2 separate regions of the Mus musculus genome follow, and region 2 is linked to region 1. Evidence: chromatin contacts called from public HiChIP or PLAC-seq data. All regions are on one chromosome and are shown on one strand. The core of a region is the stretch at or near the end of the contact, and the rest is flanking DNA. Distances in the headings are between cores, read along the strand shown. Region 1 has its middle 24 kb from the start of Gprc5a. Region 2 holds the start of Grin2b (glutamate receptor, ionotropic, NMDA2B (epsilon 2)).

Region 1 (5,735 bases), core at 3,098-5,597:
TGTGGGGAAAAAAACTCTAGAATAATCCTTCCTTCTACTGGAATATTTTATTTATCTATTTTGGCAATGATAGAAAAAGAATCCAGGATTTTCTGTCCCATGTGGTATTTTTTATTTATTTTTACTTTATTTCGTGTGAGGGTATTTGGGGGTATATGGTAGCAAGCATGTATATGTATGTAGCATGTATATGTATGTAGCAGGTACATGCAGTGCCCAAGGAGACCATAAGATATTACGGGATCCTCTGAAACTGGAGTTAACAGATAATTGTGAGCCATTGTGTGAGTGTTGGGAATCGAACCCAAGTCCTCTAGAAGATCAACCAATGTTCTTAACCACTGAGCCATTTCTCCAGCCCCCTTCCTATGGGTTTTTTTTCTTGCTTCTTCATGGTCCGAGATGGCAGCTGAGATTCTCAGTAACAAAATCAGGCTGACAGGATGAGAGAAGATAAATCTGCCATTCTCCTAGGTCTTTGAGCAGCACGTCAAATCCAGAGCCAATCACTCCATGTTTGCTTAGTGTGCCCAAGGCTGACCACGGTCTCAGCTCTGCTCATCAGTGACTTCAGATTAACCAGTCGTCAGTCAGAACCTAGACTGTGGCTTCAAGTGTGTCCTGGTAAGACCCCACCATTGTGGATGCTCTTGAGAGCTCCAGCCAAGGGCATTCACGTGCATTATGGCAACCCAGAAAGATGGCAGCACACTACAGTCATTCCATCTTATCGAGGGAAGGGCTGAGGCACAGCTTTATGTAGGTGGGGGGGGGGGGGAGATGGTGCTGGGTACAAGCATTGTCTCTGAGCTCACGCACAGCTATCCTGAGTCATCAGAGAGGTGCTTTGAATTGAGTTGTAACAAGTCCAGCAGAACCAGTACATCAATGCATGGAAGAGACCAGAGAGGGAGACAGCTGGGAGCAGGAGGGGTTGCTTGCATGTGTGGTAACAAATCCCATTAAAGCATCGTCTCCCTCTCCCCCTCCCCCTCCCCTTCCCAGTCTTCTTCTTCTTCCTCAGTTTCATTTATTTATTTAGAGACAATTTCTCATGTAGCCCAGGCTGACCCTAAACCCACCAAGAAGCTAAAGATGACTCTGAACTCTTGATCGTTCTGTATCTATCTCCTGTGTACTGGGATTACAGGTGCACACCACCACACCTACTAACGCTTCATTTTTTTAAACTGTTTCTTCTTTTGTGGAGGTGAGGAGTGGAAAAGGGATCTTGTGTAACCCAGGCTGGCCTTATTTTTACTATGTGGCCCAAGGCTGGCCTTGAACTCCTGGTTGTCATGCCTCTCCCTCAGAAGGGCTGAGATTGCCCCATCTGTTTTTCTTGTAAGGGTGGGGAGGGAAGCAGAGTCTTCTGTATCCCAAACAGGCCTACAAGATTTGTGACAACTTTCAGTTGTCAGTTTCCTAAGCACTGGGGTTATAAGCCGTAAGTTATGTGCCACAAGCCCAGCTAAGCCAAGGTTCATTTTATTGCCTGTTGCTAGATCTGGGGGATTGGAATGTGTGCTGCAGTGCCAGCACCTCAGGGCAAGGCATTGCAAACCCCATAATGACGTGTGGGCTTTCCGGTGACGCTCTCTGTGTTCTCTGTCTCTATCTCTGTCTCTGTGTCCTCTGTCTCTCTCCCCTCCTCCTCCTCCTCCTCCTCCTCCTCCTCCTCCTCCTCCTCCTCCTCCTCCTCCTCCTCCTCCTCCTCCTCTTCTTCTTCTTCTTCTTCTTCTTCTCCCTCTCTCTCTCTCCCTCCTCCCCCCCCTCTCTCTGTCTCTCTCTCCCTTTCTCTCTCTCTCTCTGTCCTGGAACTTACTCTGTAGAAAAAGCTGGCCTTGAATTCAGAGATCTGGGATTAAAGAAGTGAGCCACCACCATCTGGCTTGTGTCTGCTCTCCTAAGGAACACTTAAGACCCCATGGACACTTACAACCTCAGCATTCAAGATGCCGAGGCAGGAGGACCATCCAATCCAGTGTGGGCTACACGGTGTTTTCCAGACCAGCCTGGGTTACATAGGATAATCTTGTCAGTAGGTAGATAGATAGATAGATAGATAGATAGATAGATAGATAGATAGATAGATAGATAGATAGATAGACAGACAGACGAACGAACGAACGAACGAACGAACGAATAAGAAAGTTTCCAAGGTCAGGTGAATGTCCCTTAAAGGAGACATAACTTCCCACAGAGAGAGAATCAGCACTGGGCGCTGGCTTACACTGCACAGAGGCTTCAGGCCTGCGGGAACTTTGTGTCGTCGTCCCCCCACCCCCACCCCACCCCCATCTCACGGGCTGCAGCTTGAGGGAAAGCTTTTCTTCTTGTCTGGAGCGCCCTCACCTGACAGCTGACTCAAGGCTGGGAGATGGAGGACAAATCAGAAAGGCAGTTCCCACCAGTGCCTCCCTGCGGCTTCCATGCCAGACAGGGCGAGAAGACCAGGAGAGAGGCCAGGAGAGGGCTCCTGATTTGAAGAAGGAGAATCAGAGGAATCCTGAAAATATGGGTGATCATACTCAGGCTTTGTTTCTTTGACCAAATGCTCCCTTTAAAAACAGTTGTAGAATTGATCAGGGATTGACAGCAGAGAGAGCCAAGAACCAGCGATACAATCCTTACTGTATCTGCTCCATCGTGCTTCCCTGAGTTTCCTGTTAAATGAAGGCTGCAGAGACACCAACCAGACAGTCTCTGCGACCTCCTTAAACCACAGAGTTTTAGGTCCAGAGATGTTCCTCTCCAAGGAATGGGCAACTCTGTAGGTATTTGGGGAGTTGCAGGGTCAGGCACCAGTGACTTGCTACCCAAACCCAGCCATCTATGGAACATCAGCAGAATCCAGGGAGGCCAAAGCATTATCTGCCCTGAAGACAAAGGGTTCTAGAGCCAGACATGCAGATGCAGGCCTGTAAGGGATACCTGGGAGGCCGGAACAGGAGTCCTGAGAGTGAAAGGCCAGCCTGGGATATGTAGTACCAGGCTAGCCTGGGATACAGCATCAAACCCTGCCTCACACCTGGCTCAGTAAGTAAGTATGCTTGCTATGCAAGCATGAGAACTTATGTTCAAATACCCAAGACCCAAGTAAAACATTGTGGTTACACATGTACCTGTAGCCTCTGCCTTGTCAGGGAAGATCGCCAGGGCTTGCTAGCCTAGCTCTAGCTACAGTGAGAGACCCTGTCTCCAAGAAATAAGGCAGAGGGTGATAGAACAGAAACACTCAGTGTCTCCTTCTGACCTCCATACATGCATATAGGTAGAGGTTCACACACACACACACACACACACATTCCAAAAGCAAGCCAGACATGGTGCTATATACACCTGTGGTCCTACTTCTTGGGAGGCGGAGGTAGAAGGACCTTGCCTACAAAGTGACTTTGAGGCTAACACAAGCTATATAAGATCCTGTCAGAGAGAGGGGGGGGGGGCTCAAGAGCTAAGAACACTGGCTATTCTCACAGAAGACCTGAGTTCCGTTCCCAGCATTCACAAGGCAGCTTACAACTGGTTGTAATTCACCCCTAAAGGACCGGTCCCTTTCTTTCCCTGAGGGCATACATGTGATACACGTACACAGATAAAAGCACGCATATAATAAAACCTTTCATGTAAAAGAAGGAAAAGAAAAGGAAACAGGCAATAGCTCAGCAGGGAGAGATGCAAGTCTGGGCCTGACTTCAGTCTCTAGAACCTGTGTGGTGGGAAGAGAGAAGTGACCTCTACACACATGCACAGGAACCCACACATAATTAATTAATTAGTTAATTAATTGATTGATTAATTAATTGATTGATTAATTAATTAGTTAAAATGTTTAACACACAAAGACAGCAACCTACAAGCTAAAGTCCAGATTCCCCGGTGCTCAGAGGTAAACAGTTAGGATTTTCTGAAGCAACGCTCCATTTGAGGCTGAGGCTGGGATATCAGTGACCATGCAAAACCCTGGCAGCAACAAAAGAAAGTAGTCAGGAAATCAAAAAAGCCCAACAGGGCATTCAGTGCTCAGCAACAGTAAGCCCAGAACGGAAGGAAACACGGAGCGAGTGGGAGGGCGGAGGGGGCTCCTGGATCTCCAGGGCCAGCTTGTACTTCTGGTTTTGACCGAGAGCCAATGTTCTCACCACATAAATACCAGATGACATTCATAAGATCAGTCCGTGAGACGTTACATGTAATGATGCCAGGTTGCGTGCAAACGGGCTGGGAAACCTTGGAGAAGTTCACACACAAAAAAAATAAGGGCAAAGGAGACGGGAAGTGGCTTTAAAGGTTAGGGGAAGGGGCAGCTCTGAGGCACGCCTCCCTCGGTCCTGCTCACAATCTTGTGCCCTCAACCAGAATGGGGCCTTAAGCCAGGAGATGCTGTATTTAGGCTCCCCAGGGTTGAACGCTGAGGTCTTCCTGCCATCTAGTGGAGAAGCCGGGTATGGCAACTTTGGTTCGGAAAGGTGGGACCCTAAGTCTATTTCACACGTGATTAAAAAAAAGAGAGAAGGCTGCTGGGCTTGCGCATTGATTCATCATTAACCGTTTAGTTCAAAGAGTGGCACTTTGCCTCCAGACATCAATCAACTGACACTGGCCAAGGGCCAGCCTGGACTGAGTCTTCGCATTCTACTTTCCTATGGGCGGAGATGAGATTGAAGTCCTCTTCCGTATAGTAATTCTCAAACGTGGAACTTCTAGCCCTTGACGCAAAGAGCTTATAAATGAACAGAAGTGACAACGGGCCATGGGAAAGACCAGCACTTTGCAGAGGCAGTCTTCTGTTACCAGAAAGGGCACGCACTCAGAATGTTGTGACCATCTTTCCACTTGGGGGACCATTTAATCTCTTGGCCAAAGCTCTCCAGAGACAGAGATGGTGCCATTCCCAGGTCCTCCTCGGTGTCTCAACAGCCATAGGTATAGAAACCCTGGCAACGGGCTGGTGAGATGGCTCAGTGGGTTAGAGCACCCGACTGCTCTTCCGAAGGTCCAGAGTTCAAATCCCAGCAACCACATGGTGGCTCACAACCATCCGTAACGAGATCTGACTCCCTCTTCTGGTGTGTCTGAAGACAGCTACAGTGTACTTACATATAATAAATAAATAAATCTTAAAAAAAAAAGAAAAAAAAAAAAAGAAAGAAACCCTGGCAAGGCTCCTCCCTTAACGACAAGATGGGCCCAGAACATTCTATGCCCTTCAGGGGAGGTGGGAGCAGAATGGCCATACCAGCCTCAGCTTCATAGGGTTGGAGGCCACCCTAGGCTCCATGAGACTTTGTCTCAAGAGACATACCTTTAGTCCCAGAGTTCAGGAGACAGAGGCAAGCATATCCCCTTGAGTTTGAGGCCCCCATACAGAGCTAAACACTATCCCCAAAAAGGAGGAGCAGGTAGCAGGTCTTCAGTCTCCTTATCCAGAGGTAATCTGATACCTTCCAGTGAAGAACGAAGAACGGAAGACCTAAGAGCCCGGAAGTTGCTAGTCACGATGACCTTAATTCCCAGTTAGCAGACTGAGGCAGGATGGCCACAAGCCAACGTGGGCTACATGGTGAATTCCAAGTCATCTTGGGCCAGAGAGAGAGAGGAATACACAAGCCTTGCAGGGTCTGTCTCTCTGTCTCTGTCTGTCTCTCTCTGTCTCTGTCTCTGTCTCTGTCTCTCTCTCTCTCTCACACACACACACACACACATACACACACACATCTATCTGCAGTCCT
Region 2 (6,264 bases), core at 3,445-5,944, 1.1 Mb before region 1:
CCCAGTGTTAAAAGTACAAGCGTGCACCATAATGGCTATATCTGGTTTACAAAGTATCTGCTTTAGATTTATGTACTTATTTATTGTTTGTTTGTATGTGTGCGCTTGCTTCTCCGAGCCAGAAGGCGACATCAGATTCCCTGGAGCTAGGGTTACAGGTGTTTTTGAGCCACCATGTGAGTGCTAGGAACAGAACCAGGTCCTCTGTGAGGATAAGCACCTAACGTTAACCACTGAACCATCTCGTCCCCGCCAAAGTATCTATTTTAAACATGCTCGACAAATTCGAATTTTGTTTAAAGAATCTGTGTGCACCGTTTCCCCACTTGAAAGGGGCTCGGGAGTTTGGAAATGAGCCCATCGACACCAAGTGTCTCAAAATTTCACTAGGCTTGGGAGAGAAATCCAAGGCGAGTGCCGCACAAGGTTCAGGGGACGAATGCAAAGCTTGGTGCAGTTTGGAGGGACACTTTGGGACCTTTTGATGAAGGAGGGCCCAAAGATGGCAGTCTCTTAGGGTGTGCTGAAAGAGCCCCTCCTTTCTTTCTTTTTTCCTTTTTTTTTTTGTTTTTGGCTTTTTGAGACAGGGTTTCTCTGTGTAGCCCTGGCTGTCCTGGAACTCACTTTGTAGACCAGGCTGGCCTTGAACTCAGAAATCCACCTGCCTCTGCCTCCAGAGTGCTGGGACTAAAGGCATGCACCACCTCCTTCCAATAGCTATATATTCACTTATCAAAGAACCAAGAGAAGACGCGTGGAAATTAGTGAAATCGAAAACAAAAAGAGTTCAGCCAAAGCCGAACACCGACATCAGCAGAAATTAGTCTGAGAGAGGGAGCCAGTGCAGCCCTCCTCCAGCTCCCCCCAGCACAGATCATATAAACCTGGAGTTCTCTTAGAAGAGAGAGAACTTTGAATAGAAATAATGAGCAGACTGCAGCATTATTGGATAATCTAATTAATGAAGGGGAGTGACTCATACGGACACCTAGGAAGAAAGATTGCAATTCTTCTGTCTGATGCTGCCGCTGATAATGTCAAACCGAAAACTCATCGGAAACTAGTCAGTTTCATCGTTTCTAGGACAATTCAAGGTTAGTTCAGGAAAGTTGAAACTCTTAAAACATTGCAGCTACAGGAAAGTGAAATTTGATGATCCTTTTTCTCCCCCAACCTTGGCAAGTCCCAAAACTGTATATTCCATGTCTAGCAATAAGAAAGCCATTATTCTAAATTATCTCAAAAGTGAAAAACAGCACCAACTTTCTGTTATTTTGATTACTTTCATGGGCATGTCACTTTAAATCATTATGTAAAGAGATGCTCCAAGATATGTATTTTAAACACGGAAGCAAGTATTACAGAGGTGTCAGGCACTTTCCTCACAAGCATTGTTATTTAAATTTTTTGTTTCATAACATTTATGAATATTAAAGAGTTTTAAATTGTGATTTATTTCTACATTTTAAGTATTTACATTCATACCATAAAAAAAACAAAAACAAAAACAAAAAAACCAAAAACCTTTCTCTTAAACAGGCAATCTAAACTGTATACACTCCAGGCCTATCTTTTGTTACAACTGTCTGATATGAAAGGCATTGCCATATCTGTATGGTCTGTATATATCTATAGTCCTGTAAGGTGTGTAATGGTATGCACGTATCTATAGTTCTGTAATGTGCTTTATGTCTGCCTATTGGGTTAAGAACAAATGTTTGCAGCCTCTCTCATATCTTCTTTTTAGGTCCAGCCAGCTGGCAGAATACTTTCAGCTATGTCCTTAGCAGCCTGAGGCAAGAGCTTTTCCTCAATAAAGAAGGCTTCAAAGTACAGGCCGCCATCTTCTCTTGTTAGAATACCACCTTCTGTGCCTGGCTGGGGATAAGCAAATATATTCTCTGCAAAACAGAGAAATAACATTACAAATTCATGAGTCCTGGGGGGTCCCTGAGGTCGTTCTTTGGAAAGTTTGTGGATTTTTGTGAGAAGCCCAAATGTGGGTGGGTGGAGCCTGGCTGGGTGGAGATTCCAGTTAGTCAGGACACCAAGCTCAGAGAAGGTTTTCCTGAGCTACGTGAGTGTATGTGGGTTCAAGTGCAGCCTGGGTGACATAGTGAGACTGTTTCAAAATAAAAAGTAGGAATGGGGCTTGGGATATAGCCTAGTGCTGGGGCACTTGCCCAGCATGTGAAGAGCCCTGGGCTCAACTCAGTCCCAAAAGAAAAGGGAAGAAATAAGAGGTGGGTGTCACAAGTCTGAGAATCAGGGAGAGAAGCCCTCGGGTCCAGGGAATGTATGCCGTGGAGGAAGGATAGCACTTCTCATTTAGCTCTGTGCTTCCTAAGATGTCTTAGTCCTGTCATCAGAACAACTAAGCAGGTCAGAAGCCTCAGAAAAACCCAAGAATCACTGAGTCCATGAAAGAGTGGGCAGGGAGGCCTGGGGATGTTACCAAGTACTGTATACTCATGTAAGAAATTCTCAGAAAAAATAATTTCATACAAGGAACTAAGCAGCTGGTTGGGAAGACAGGAAAGACACTGAAGGATACAATTCTCCATTGAGTTTCATGAAATTGCCTTTTTATTATAGGTCAATAATGGTTCCTTTGTGTGATTGAGACTATCATGATTGAATTGCCAATAGTACTGTATGGCATAACGCAGATGGCTCAGGGATGTTTTTTTTTTTTTCTTCTGACTGGTCAGCTCTTTCTCCACCGTGCTGATGTTAATATGTTACATACCGGGATGATCTACGCACGAGATATCTTTCAGTCACTGTGAAAGTCAGCGGAGTGAACCATGCTCTGCATCTCTACACAGAACAGGTAGACTCGGAGAGTGAGATGGCCAGATGCCACCTCTCACTATCAAATCCTTGAAATGCTTACAGAAATCAATTCAGGCTTGGATGATGAAAACGACCTGGAATTAGACTCCCAAAGGAGAGCACCGTGGACTGCGCCACGGGCAGAGGAGATGTGTGTTCCTTCTTTGCTCTCTGCTAGGGAAAGTGGATAGACTGAAATGGAAATGTTAGGTTTGGGCAACAGGAGAAATGAAAACAAATAAGAGTAGTATGCAAGTTTTGGAAAAGGGCATCGGGAGGGAAGGGTGGCCCACGAGGTGAAACGTAAAAGATAGCCATATTTAGAATAGTAGGTTACCAGTCAACCCACAAGGGTGCCTAAGTGGGTGTAGATCTCATTTCAAAAGAAAAAAAGAAAACATTACTGTAAGAGCAAGGGCAGCGTGCTTCACTGTGTCCTGGCTTAGGGCATCTGCCTTTGTTCCAGTCACTAGAACATGCACATGATTGGGTCCAGTCGGCCATTGTGTGCATCCAGCAGAGAGCAGTGACCACATTCCACACTTTCCCAAAGGAGTAGATGCGCAACCTCACTTTGTCTCGGGAAAGAATGGGAATGGTCACAGAGAGGCACACGGTATTGCTTTTGAATACGCGATATTTGTGTTCTCCTCTGTGTGTCGTGAAAACATTAGATGCCAAGAATTAGCCTGACAAAGTTCAGGGAACGGGAAAAAACACTGCTGTGGAGAACCCGCCTGAGGTGTTCCTGGTGCTGACTGGACTAGAGGCCAGTGCGCATTGGCCCGTAGACCGGAGTTCCAGGCTGCTTGGAATGGGACCGATCCCTGTGTGTTCCGGTCACATTCTCCCAGGTTGGTGAGTGAGAAGCCCGTTGTTTTACTGCCATAAAAGTTCACCTCCACTGTAACAGAGACAATGGGTGAGAATAACAAGGATGTATCTACAAGGATATTAATATTGAAGAATAGATAATACTACAAGTGATCACAAGGACTCCCAAAACATAAAACAGCTCAAGAGGGAGAGAAATGGCTGCTATTTTCCGTTTTAGAGAAGCTGGGTTAGTCAGTGCTGTAAAATCATTTCATATGGGAAACATTCGTTTGTCTATCATTTTTGCTTGAGATCTTTAAATAACGCAATCCACTTAAAAAAGAACCCCAAAGTCCTCAAATCTTTCCCAGCAGCCGGAAAATATCACACACACTCACACACACACACATATACACACATACACACATATACACACACACATACACACACATACACACATATACACACACATACACACACACATACACACACACATACACACACACATATACACACATACACACACATACACACATACACACACACACACACACACACACACACACACACACACACACACTGCTGTACAATTCAGCCTTTTAATTACATTTACCTGCTTCCCTATTGTTTAACTGTCAATTTCCTGCACTGAAGACAGATCTCAAGCTCCCTGAAGACAAGAATCCTGTCATCAAGTTGCACTCTGCACCCGGAAAGCAGGTACTAAGCAGAGACTGCTGAATGGAACCAGGGGAGTGGTTTCAGTGTCAGTCTGCAGCATGGCCTTCGGGTTGAGGTGCACAGCCCTGCGCGGTGGTCCAAGGTGGCCACTGTTTCCCCTCTCCCTTAAGCCGCCCCATCTCGCTGCTATTCCTTCTTGCTGCCAGGAGGAGGCACCACGGCCTCGGGTTAAGCTTTTCCCACCCCCTGGCTACCCCACTTCCCCCAGCTCATGACGTGAGAAGCAGCCTCAGCCAAGAGTCTTAGCAGTGGGAGTGAGGGGGTGATGGAGGGGGTTTGGGAGTGGGGAGGGGTGGGGGGTGGAGAGCAAGAGGACGCGCGTGCACACACACCCTGCCTCTTGGGTTTCTCCTCCTGAACCTCCTGTGTGAGAGGTAGGGTGTGTGTGTGTGTGTGTGTGTGTGTGTGTGTGTGTGTGGTGTGCGCGCGCGAGCGCGCGCTTGAGTGGCACGTTCCTGGGTGTGAGACCCAAATCAAGACCAGGACCTTTGATGTCCCCGCCCTCCCCGCGTCGCCGGTGATTAATACCCATTTTTCTTACTCTCCCCCTCCTCCCCTGCTCTTCCTCTCCTGCTGCCGAACGCTTGACTTGCCCCCGCCCGCTTCCCCTCCCCCGGCTCCCATCACCACCAACTGGAATCTGGGCTCTCTTGCCTCTCCACTCCCCCCCCCCCTTTTTGAGAAAGGAAGGTCCTCCCCCACCCCCTTTCCAGCACCACTTCCTTGGGTTCCTTCACCTCTAGGAAATCTCGGGGCTTGGCTCTATGGAGAAGCGCTTCTCGGGTCAAGCTGCCTTTCTATCCCCGGCATCCAGCGGAGCTGGCATCCGAATACATTTCCTTCTGCTCTGCAAAGAGTCGTAGTGAACTTCCCAACCCAGGAGACTGATCCATTTATCCTGCTTTGCAGGAAAGAAAACGTCTCAAACCCTCGACACCCGCCACCCCTCTCCGGAGACTGCCACCTCGGAGGTGCAGAACCGGTACGTAAATGCCCGCTTTGGAGTCTCAATTTTGAGGGTTTGGAGAAATCAGGCAGATAAAGGCTCGAAGCCTTGGCACTGCTAACCAACCTGGTATTGGGTACAGCTTTCCAATCCAGCAGCACCGGGCACTTGCTATTTTGGATGGTTTTTTATTTTTCCTTTTAAACAAAAGGATATTTTTGGGGAGGGGGAAGGGGACAGGACTGCCTTTGGTCTTTCTGAGGTGGTTAATCCCTTCTAGGGGAGAGGCTGGGCAGCGGTGCCAGAGGCGGGAGCCACGCGCTGCGACCCTCCAGTCCAATCCTCTGGCTGCAGGTGCAGCCCGGTGCGCTGCACATCAGCGCGCCGGCGGCGTGAGTGTGCGCGGGGGTGAGTGTGAGTGCGCGCGGGGGCGCGTGCGCGTCGGGGGCGTGTGTACGCGCGTGTCAGTGTGCCCCATCCAAGAAATGCCCAGTGTGCGGCCGGTGCACAATCAGAACCCATTGAGCACGAGCCCGGGGTGGGAGGAGGCTCCGCTGCTGGAGGAGATGAGGAGAGCGAGCCAGACGTGTCAGCAGCATTGCAGATGGGGCTGGGGGCCGCACTCACTGGCGAGTTAAGTGGGGATGGTGTGCGTGCATGCGCGCGCGCGCGCGTGTGTGTGAGTGTGAACTGCTGTGTGGAGCCTCCTCTCCCTGCCTTCCTCCTTGCTTTCCACTTCCCTCTTCCCTCTCTTCCATTCAGGTTGGCTTTTCTCACCTTTCATCCATGCCTGTCCCAGGAACGGCATAGGCAGACCTTTTCGGAATTATTTATAGATTGGTGCCAGCTGTTTTCAATTCCTCTGGTGTGTACTCTGTGGGAAATGCAGGGTTTCCTCCCCCTTTCCTTATAACGACTTGGTATAG

Evidence for each region. HiChIP or PLAC-seq counts read pairs in DNA pulled down with a chosen protein or histone mark.
Region 2: a contact with region 1 is called in an H3K4me3 HiChIP or PLAC-seq map of forebrain, with 28 times the contacts expected there. The contact joins the promoter of Grin2b here to the enhancer-like site in region 1. A contact is called at or near these places in 3 of 39 promoter capture datasets (cranial neural crest, hippocampal neurons and liver), 5 of 484 Hi-C or Micro-C datasets (cerebral cortex, cortical neurons, palatal mesenchyme and 1 more) and 6 of 115 datasets of contacts at active chromatin or transcription factors (SST interneurons, astrocytes, embryonic forebrain and 3 more).

What each region holds. Positions count from the first base shown.
Region 1 is chr6:135,086,618-135,092,352 of GRCm38.p6, reverse strand. No RefSeq gene overlaps it. Among named protein-coding and RNA genes, the nearest start is that of Gprc5a, 24 kb to the right of the region's middle. Within about 2 kb of position 4,347, at least 105 of the 459 cell types and tissues checked have an H3K27ac peak or open chromatin away from gene starts, as enhancers often do. A contact at or near this core is called in astrocytes, cerebral cortex, cortical neurons and 4 more, where this site is marked.
Region 2 is chr6:136,171,975-136,178,238 of GRCm38.p6, reverse strand. It overlaps Grin2b (glutamate receptor, ionotropic, NMDA2B (epsilon 2)), which reads left to right and starts at 4,694. Exons shown (of 15, transcript NM_001363750.1): 1 at 4,694-4,766; 2 at 5,302-5,374. It overlaps Gm26653 (a long non-coding RNA gene), which reads right to left and starts at 5,211. Exons shown (of 3, transcript XR_378074.4): 1 at 5,130-5,211; 2 at 4,265-4,385; 3 at 2,529-3,739.